2 separate regions of the Rattus norvegicus genome follow, and region 1 is linked to region 2. A link is a contact called in public Hi-C data. All regions are on one chromosome and are shown on one strand. Each heading gives the region's core, a stretch centred on a gene start, on an enhancer-like site or on the middle of the called end of the contact. The rest is flanking DNA. Distances are from core to core; before and after follow the strand shown. Region 1 has its middle 34 kb from the start of Azin2. Region 2 overlaps Phc2 (polyhomeotic homolog 2).

Region 1 (3,194 bases), core at 384-2,883, 220 kb before region 2:
CGGGAGACCTGGTGGTAGTTTTTCCTTCCTCTCTCTCTCCCTCCAACCTGGGAGAAGCAGGCCCAGCCACACAGCCTCATGAGGTCACAGGAGATGCGTTGTCTGAGAGCCCTCTCCCCTACCCCAATCCAGGATGCCCACCTGTCCAAACTGGCTCTCTTGCTGCAGTAAAGGGCCCACCGGGGAGGCAACAGTACAAGGATTCTCTCACTTCTTTGCTGTGTTGTCACCCCCTGTGAAAAATCACCGGCTATGACATCCTGGTGATCAGAAAAGTGTTCTGAAACACGAGTCCTATTTTTTAGTGATTTCCCACATTCTGCTGAAAATCCTTTAGTTGATTCCCACTGAGATGCCAATAAACGGTAGAGTACGCTTTCTCTGTCCAGCCTCCTCTCAGCCTTCCGTTTATATTTCAGTTCCTTTTTCTTAAAAAAATTTTTTTATTTATATGAGTACACCGTATCTGTCTTCAGACATGCCAGAAGAGGGCATCAGATCCCATTACAGACGTTTGTCAGCCACCATGTGGTTGCTGGGATTTGAACTCAGGACCTCTGGAAGAGCGGTCAGTGCTCTTAACCGCTGAGCCGTCTCTCCTGCCCCATATTTCAGTTCTTAGTGTCATTGGAATACACTCATCTTAAAAGAGAGGACCTTTGGGCTGGGGATTTAGCTCAGTGGTAGAGCGCTTACCTAGGAAGCGCAAGGCCCTGGGTTCGGTCCCCAGCTCCGGGGGGAAAAAAAAAAAAAAAAAAAAAGAGAGAGAGAGGACCTTTGATCTCTTAGCTTCCAAGTAGCCTTAGATTGTGCAATCGCCATTTCGATGAGCTAGAAGCCATCCAGATAAACTCAGGGTTACAGCTGGTCACAACAGAGCTCTGAAACTTCTAGTTACTATGAGAGAGACATGCGGGCCTATATAGAAGGCCTGAGTCTGGCTTCCTAGGTAGCGTTAGAGGTAGGATTGCCAGGTAAAATACAGAACACCCAGTTAAATTTGAACGTGTGTGTGTGTGTGTGTGTGTGTGTGTGTGTGTGTGTGTGTGTGTATGCGCGCGCGCGCAATGTCTGGCATATTTCTAAGCAAAGACATTACTTCTTTATCTGCAATTCAAGTTTAACAGGGTGTCCTGCATTTTATTTGGTAACTCCGGCAACCCTACCCTAGCAAACCATTCCTTGGACTTGGGAAGTCCCTCCCTCCCTGAATGGGAACAGTGCTGAGACACTTGGCCTGGACGTCCTTAGGCCCTGCACCGCCTGCTTCTCGGGGTTCTCTTTCCACTCGGAGAAGCAGTGAGTGACTAGAGAGGTCCTTTTGTCCAGGACACTGATTTAACATTTAAAAACATAAATGAGAGTGTCAGAGCTGAAAAGCACATTTAAACTCCACTTTGTGGAATCAGAAGTGGGAGGCAGCGAATTCGGCTTCAGGGAACCGCTCAACACTGCACCCAAACCCCGCAGAGTTCCGTTTTCTTGACGTCACTTCCGTTCCCAAGAAACGTCGAGCCATGTGCTCTTGCGCCCTCTGCCGGTCGGGAGGAGGAATCGACTTTACCGACTTGACTGCGAACTGCTAACCCATAGGTGGAAAGCCAGAAATGTGCTCGGCAGCCTCTAGGCCACTAAAGGAAACTCGATCCTTCGCCGAGGGCCGGGCTTCCACGGACAACCTGGTACAGCAGCGACATGGGGCGGGGTCGACCTGGTGTCGGCCGACTCAGAAATGCCTGGGACCCAGGCCCCTCAGCAAGTGGCCCTCTGGTCCATCAGCTACCCTTGCCTTCCAGAGCCTTCCAGAGTCGAGAACCGCAAAGCAGTGTGGATGTTCTCTGCTAAGTTCCTGCAGAAAACTGGAGGTTTTGAATGAATTCTCCATTTCCAAGCGATGATACTGGGCATTTAAAAAAGAAGAATGCCGGGGCTGGGGATTTAGCTCAGTGGTAGAGCGCTTACCTAGGAAGCGCAAGGCCCTGGGTTCGGTCCCCAGCTCCGAAAAAAAGAACCAAAAAAAAAAAAAAAAAAAAAAAGAATGCCTACTGTCAGGCCTGCCTTGGCCTGCCTTTGCCCTTAATTTGCATTATTTCGTTTTACCCATGCAACCCCGTGGAGTGAATTTTATGACAAAGATTCGCACCCTCACTGCCTGTGTCGTAATCTTAATTTTACCATTTATCAGCAGCGTCTCGCAGTGTAAATTACTCTATGCCACCATTACTGTATCTGTAAAAAGGATATATAGTACCTGCTTTATATGTTGGTAAATTAACATATTTAAAACGTATGGAACGGTCCCTGGTGTGTGCTAACCATCAGTGACTACTTGAATCATTTACACTTACAAATGAGGCAACAGAATCGTAAATATGAAGTAACATGTCTAAGAACAGACAGTAACTAGAGGAACAGGTTAGGAAGCCTCTTTCTTCTGTTTCTTCCTGCATGTGCAGGCAGATGGTGATGGGCATAAGTGCTTTTATTTATTTTATTTTTTGTGTGTATTGACTTAGTATCACCCTATCACAAAAGGCTGTTCTCTAGACATTTTAATAACACTATTGGAGATGGCGAGGGTCTTGTATACACCAGACCAGGGGCGCCAGGTTTCTGTAGGAAATGGGAACAGGTGGCTCCAAAATGTACCTCTGGCTAAATCCCTGAACATTTTTTTTCCTCCATCTTTATTAACTTGAGTATTTCTTATTTACATTTCAATTGTTATTCCCTTTCCCGGTTTCCAGGCCAACATCCTCTAACCCCTCCCCCTCCCCTCTATATGGGTGTTCCCCTCCCCATCCTACCCCCCATTACCGCCCTCCCCACAACAATCCCGTTCACTGGGGGTTCAGTCTTGGCAGGAACAAGGGCTTCCCCTTCCACTGGTGCTCTTACTAGGCTATTCATTGCTACCTATGAGGTTGGAGCCCAGGGTTAGCCAGAACATGTTAAATGTTCAATCCCATGACATATTCAAGTGGAGAGAGTTTTAATTTGGTTTGCTCAGGTTTGTTTTAGAGAAAAGCAAGATCTCCAAAGGATGCCTAACTAAAAAAAAAACACAATGGCCTGTGCAGTCCAGAACAAACTTGCTAAGAGGCAGTGGCATTTCATGGGAATGGCGTGTGACAGGAATAGTGGCATGATAGTTCCAAGTCCTTGGGAGCTTGGGGGTGGAACGGAAGGCGAGA
Region 2 (3,066 bases), core at 49-2,548:
GGCTGGAGCATTCTCTGGAAATGCGACGCCAGGCGGGTGGGAGACTGGGAACCTCTGGCCTCTGCAGGGGGTGGGGGGCTCTCCTCACCTCAGGCAGGACCTATGCCAGGCAGTTAACCTGTCCTTTGTCCTGGGTGATTTCTGTGGTCTCCAAAAGGTGAAGGAATGACTTGTACCCCGTGCTTGACCTGTGCTCGCTTCTGCCTGTCTGGGACGCCTGACTTCCCTCCTTGGTGTGCTGGGCTCCTGCCGCTCCTGCCTCAGGACTTGGTTGCCAGCTGGGTGTGTTGGCACATACCCGTACCCCAGTATTCCCGAGGCTGAGACAGGAAGACGGGGAGTTCTAGGCTGGCCTGGGCTATATAAAAAAGACTCAGGTGCTGCGTCCTCTGGGTTGGCCATCTGTGCCTGCCACACCGACAGGATTAAAAAACCTGAGTGGATTTGCTTTTAACTGTATACTCTCTTAGGTAAGGAATCATACTTGAACTTTAAAAATAAAAAAACAAAAACTCTTTTTGGTGACAGTGGGCATCAAAGCCAGGGCTTGACATATTCTAGGTAAGTATTGTACCACTATGTTACTCCCCAGCCCAACCAACCTAGTGAGAGTTCTCCAGCAAACTTCAAAGAGCATGCGGACCCTATTGGAATCTAAGCGGTGTGGGTGAGCATGAGGGTCAGTGGCTTGCCCAAGGGGTTGGAGACAGGGACTGTCTTTAATCCACGCAGTATGTTCCCCGCTATATTTATTTCTGTTGTTGAATTGCTCGTACCTGTTCCTTTGATTAGAAAGTCTGCTTCCAGAATCCTTGGCAGATGTTCTTATTGACCTGTGCTGGGAGGCTCAGTGGGCAGAGCTGGGGGCTACTCTCAGACCACACTCATCCCTGTTTGCAGAATATGCCTTGGGAATAATCAGCTACTTTTTCAACCTTTTAGATTTACTCTCAAGTGTGGCGATCGCCGGTAAGCCTTTCCCGGCTCCTGTCTCCCAGGTAAGGTGGGCCTTCCACTCTCCTGTGGGCCTCAGAGCTTGGACACAGAACAGGCCACAGTGCCACCCTCCTTGAGTTCTCTGGCCTCTGCATACTCAGGGCAACAGAAAGCCTTGCCCACGTTAGTTAGCTGAGGGCTGTTAATGGATGAGAGTCGGCTTCCTGCCTCTCCTCTGCCTCTGGCTCTCACAGGCTCTGGCTGGCCACATCCTTTTCAGTAACTTTGGGAATCCCAAAATAGTCCAACTACCAGTCTCCACCCATGCAGGGCCAAGGCTGTGACCAGCTCCCCTGAGTCAGGGCCATGTTAGTGAAAAAGCTTATCAAGAATGTGGGTTCCTTCCTTAAAGTCAGACTAAGCATGAACTGGAGCCTGGAGCTGGCAAACACCCCAGGATCGGGAGAGGTCAGGGAGAGGCTGGCGTCCTGATGCACACACGGGAAGGAAGGAAGGTTTGGAAGGTTCTTCATCCACAACCCAGAAGTCATTGTGTTGGGACCTTACCTGGTGCAGTGAGCTGGTGAGTAGCCACAGTAGGAACGGTGGCGCGGTCAGGCCCAGGCCGGGCCTCCATGTTGCTGTTGCCATCTGTCTTGAGTGGCTCCGTCACATTGTCAGTCACACTAGGCTTGGCACCCACAGGGGAACCCTGAACCACGGTCCTGCCCTGTGGTGTGGGAGGCAGAGGCTGGCTACTGCTGGGTGTGGGTTTCAGGGCCAAGCTGGGCAGGACGGGCTGGGTAGGGGCAGGGCCCGAGGCTGCTGCTGCTGCTGCTGCTGCTGGTGTCTGCTGTGTTCGAAGCGTCAGGTTCTGTACCTGAAAAGAAGGGAACCTGTGAGAGTCCAGAGAATGCGGGCTGGGGCAACAGCAACACACGCCCGAGAGGAAGTCAGGGCAGATCCAGCACTACAGACTCAAAAGTGGGCTCTAAATGGAGAGAGCGAGAGGAAGAGACAGAGATAGAAAAGACAAAGCAGAAAGAGAGACACACGGGGTGGTGGGCAGTTAGGGGCTGAAAGAGAAGCCAGGAGTGGGTGGAGTTTGTAAAGAACACAGGAAGTATGGTTAGTGACCAGTGATCAGAACTGAATTCTGGGGCTCCCCAGCTGGGATGGCCAGGGGCAGGGAAACAGCGCCTATCTTTCCTTACTCTCCCACCCCTCTGACACTATCGGGATTCGCTGCATGCCACTAAGGCAAGGCACGGTATGGAAAAACCCAGGACAAGAATGATCAGCTTGTCCTCACAATCAGGTCAATGCCAGGCAGTTCCAAGGCAGCTGCATGTTTATTTAGTCTAGTCCCTGCTGCCCTCTGCTGGACAAAGGGAGGCAGTGCCAGACTCTTAACCTAGCTTCTCCATCCTTGAGTGTGGGTCCCCCTTCTGGACATGGGGTGGGAAGACAGAGTAAAGAGGTCGGTTCTCAGGTTCCCCAGACTTCTCACACAGAACATCACCTACGTGCTGTAGCAGAAGGCAGGAGGCCAGGACCCATCCTGTTCCTTCTCTCAGAATTCCCCTGCCTCCAAACCCCACCCCTGAGTGCTGGCTCACGGTGCCCTCTGCTACGTACCTATATTCAGAGGGGACAAAACAGCCAAGGGGTGCTGAGGCCAGCCGGATGGAAATTAATGAGCGAGTCCATTTTCCTTTTGCTTCACAGACAAGTCCTACCACTGCCAGCACCCCTGTCCCTCTAAGAGCTGCCCACCCCCCGCCCACCCACAAGCCCGGGATCCTCACCTGGGCAGGGGTAGGGGGCCGAGCGGGGGAGCCAGTGCCGAGCTCAGGCTGTACAGTAGCGACGGTGGCCGTGGGCGTGAAGATGAGCTGAGGGGACAAAGGAACAGTGCGGCCTAGGCTCCTAGCTACCTGCACCGAGCTACCAAGGAACAGTGCGGCCTGGGCTCCTAGCTACCTGCACCAAGCCACCTGGCTGGGCCTGGAATCACAGGAAACGAGGTGCCTTTACCTGCCCGGTGTGGGCTCAGCCACAGGGTAGAGCGCTCTAGCCAGGGAATAGATGGGTAGGCAAGCACCGCACAAGCCAAGATGCAGGAAGCCC

Evidence for each region. A called contact is a pair of places that touch in the nucleus more often than the background predicts.
Region 1: a contact with region 2 is called in a Hi-C map of Schwann cells, with 4 times the contacts expected there. The contact joins two enhancer-like sites. A contact is called at or near these places in 1 of 12 Hi-C or Micro-C datasets (Schwann cells) and 1 of 1 datasets of contacts at active chromatin or transcription factors (oligodendrocytes).

The regions. Positions count from the first base shown.
Region 1 is chr5:146,559,395-146,562,588 of GRCr8, reverse strand. No RefSeq gene overlaps it. Among named protein-coding and RNA genes, the nearest start is that of Azin2, 34 kb to the left of the region's middle. Within about 2 kb of position 1,633, at least 32 of the 93 cell types and tissues checked have an H3K27ac peak or open chromatin away from gene starts, as enhancers often do. A contact at or near this core is called in Schwann cells, where this site is marked.
Region 2 is chr5:146,342,158-146,345,223 of GRCr8, reverse strand. Phc2 (polyhomeotic homolog 2) reads right to left here. Exons shown (of 14, transcript NM_001013169.2): 5 at 2,745-2,831; 6 at 1,504-1,816. Among named protein-coding and RNA genes, the nearest start is that of Phc2, 8.5 kb to the right of the region's middle. Within about 2 kb of position 1,298, at least 21 of the 93 cell types and tissues checked have an H3K27ac peak or open chromatin away from gene starts, as enhancers often do. A contact at or near this core is called in Schwann cells, where this site is marked.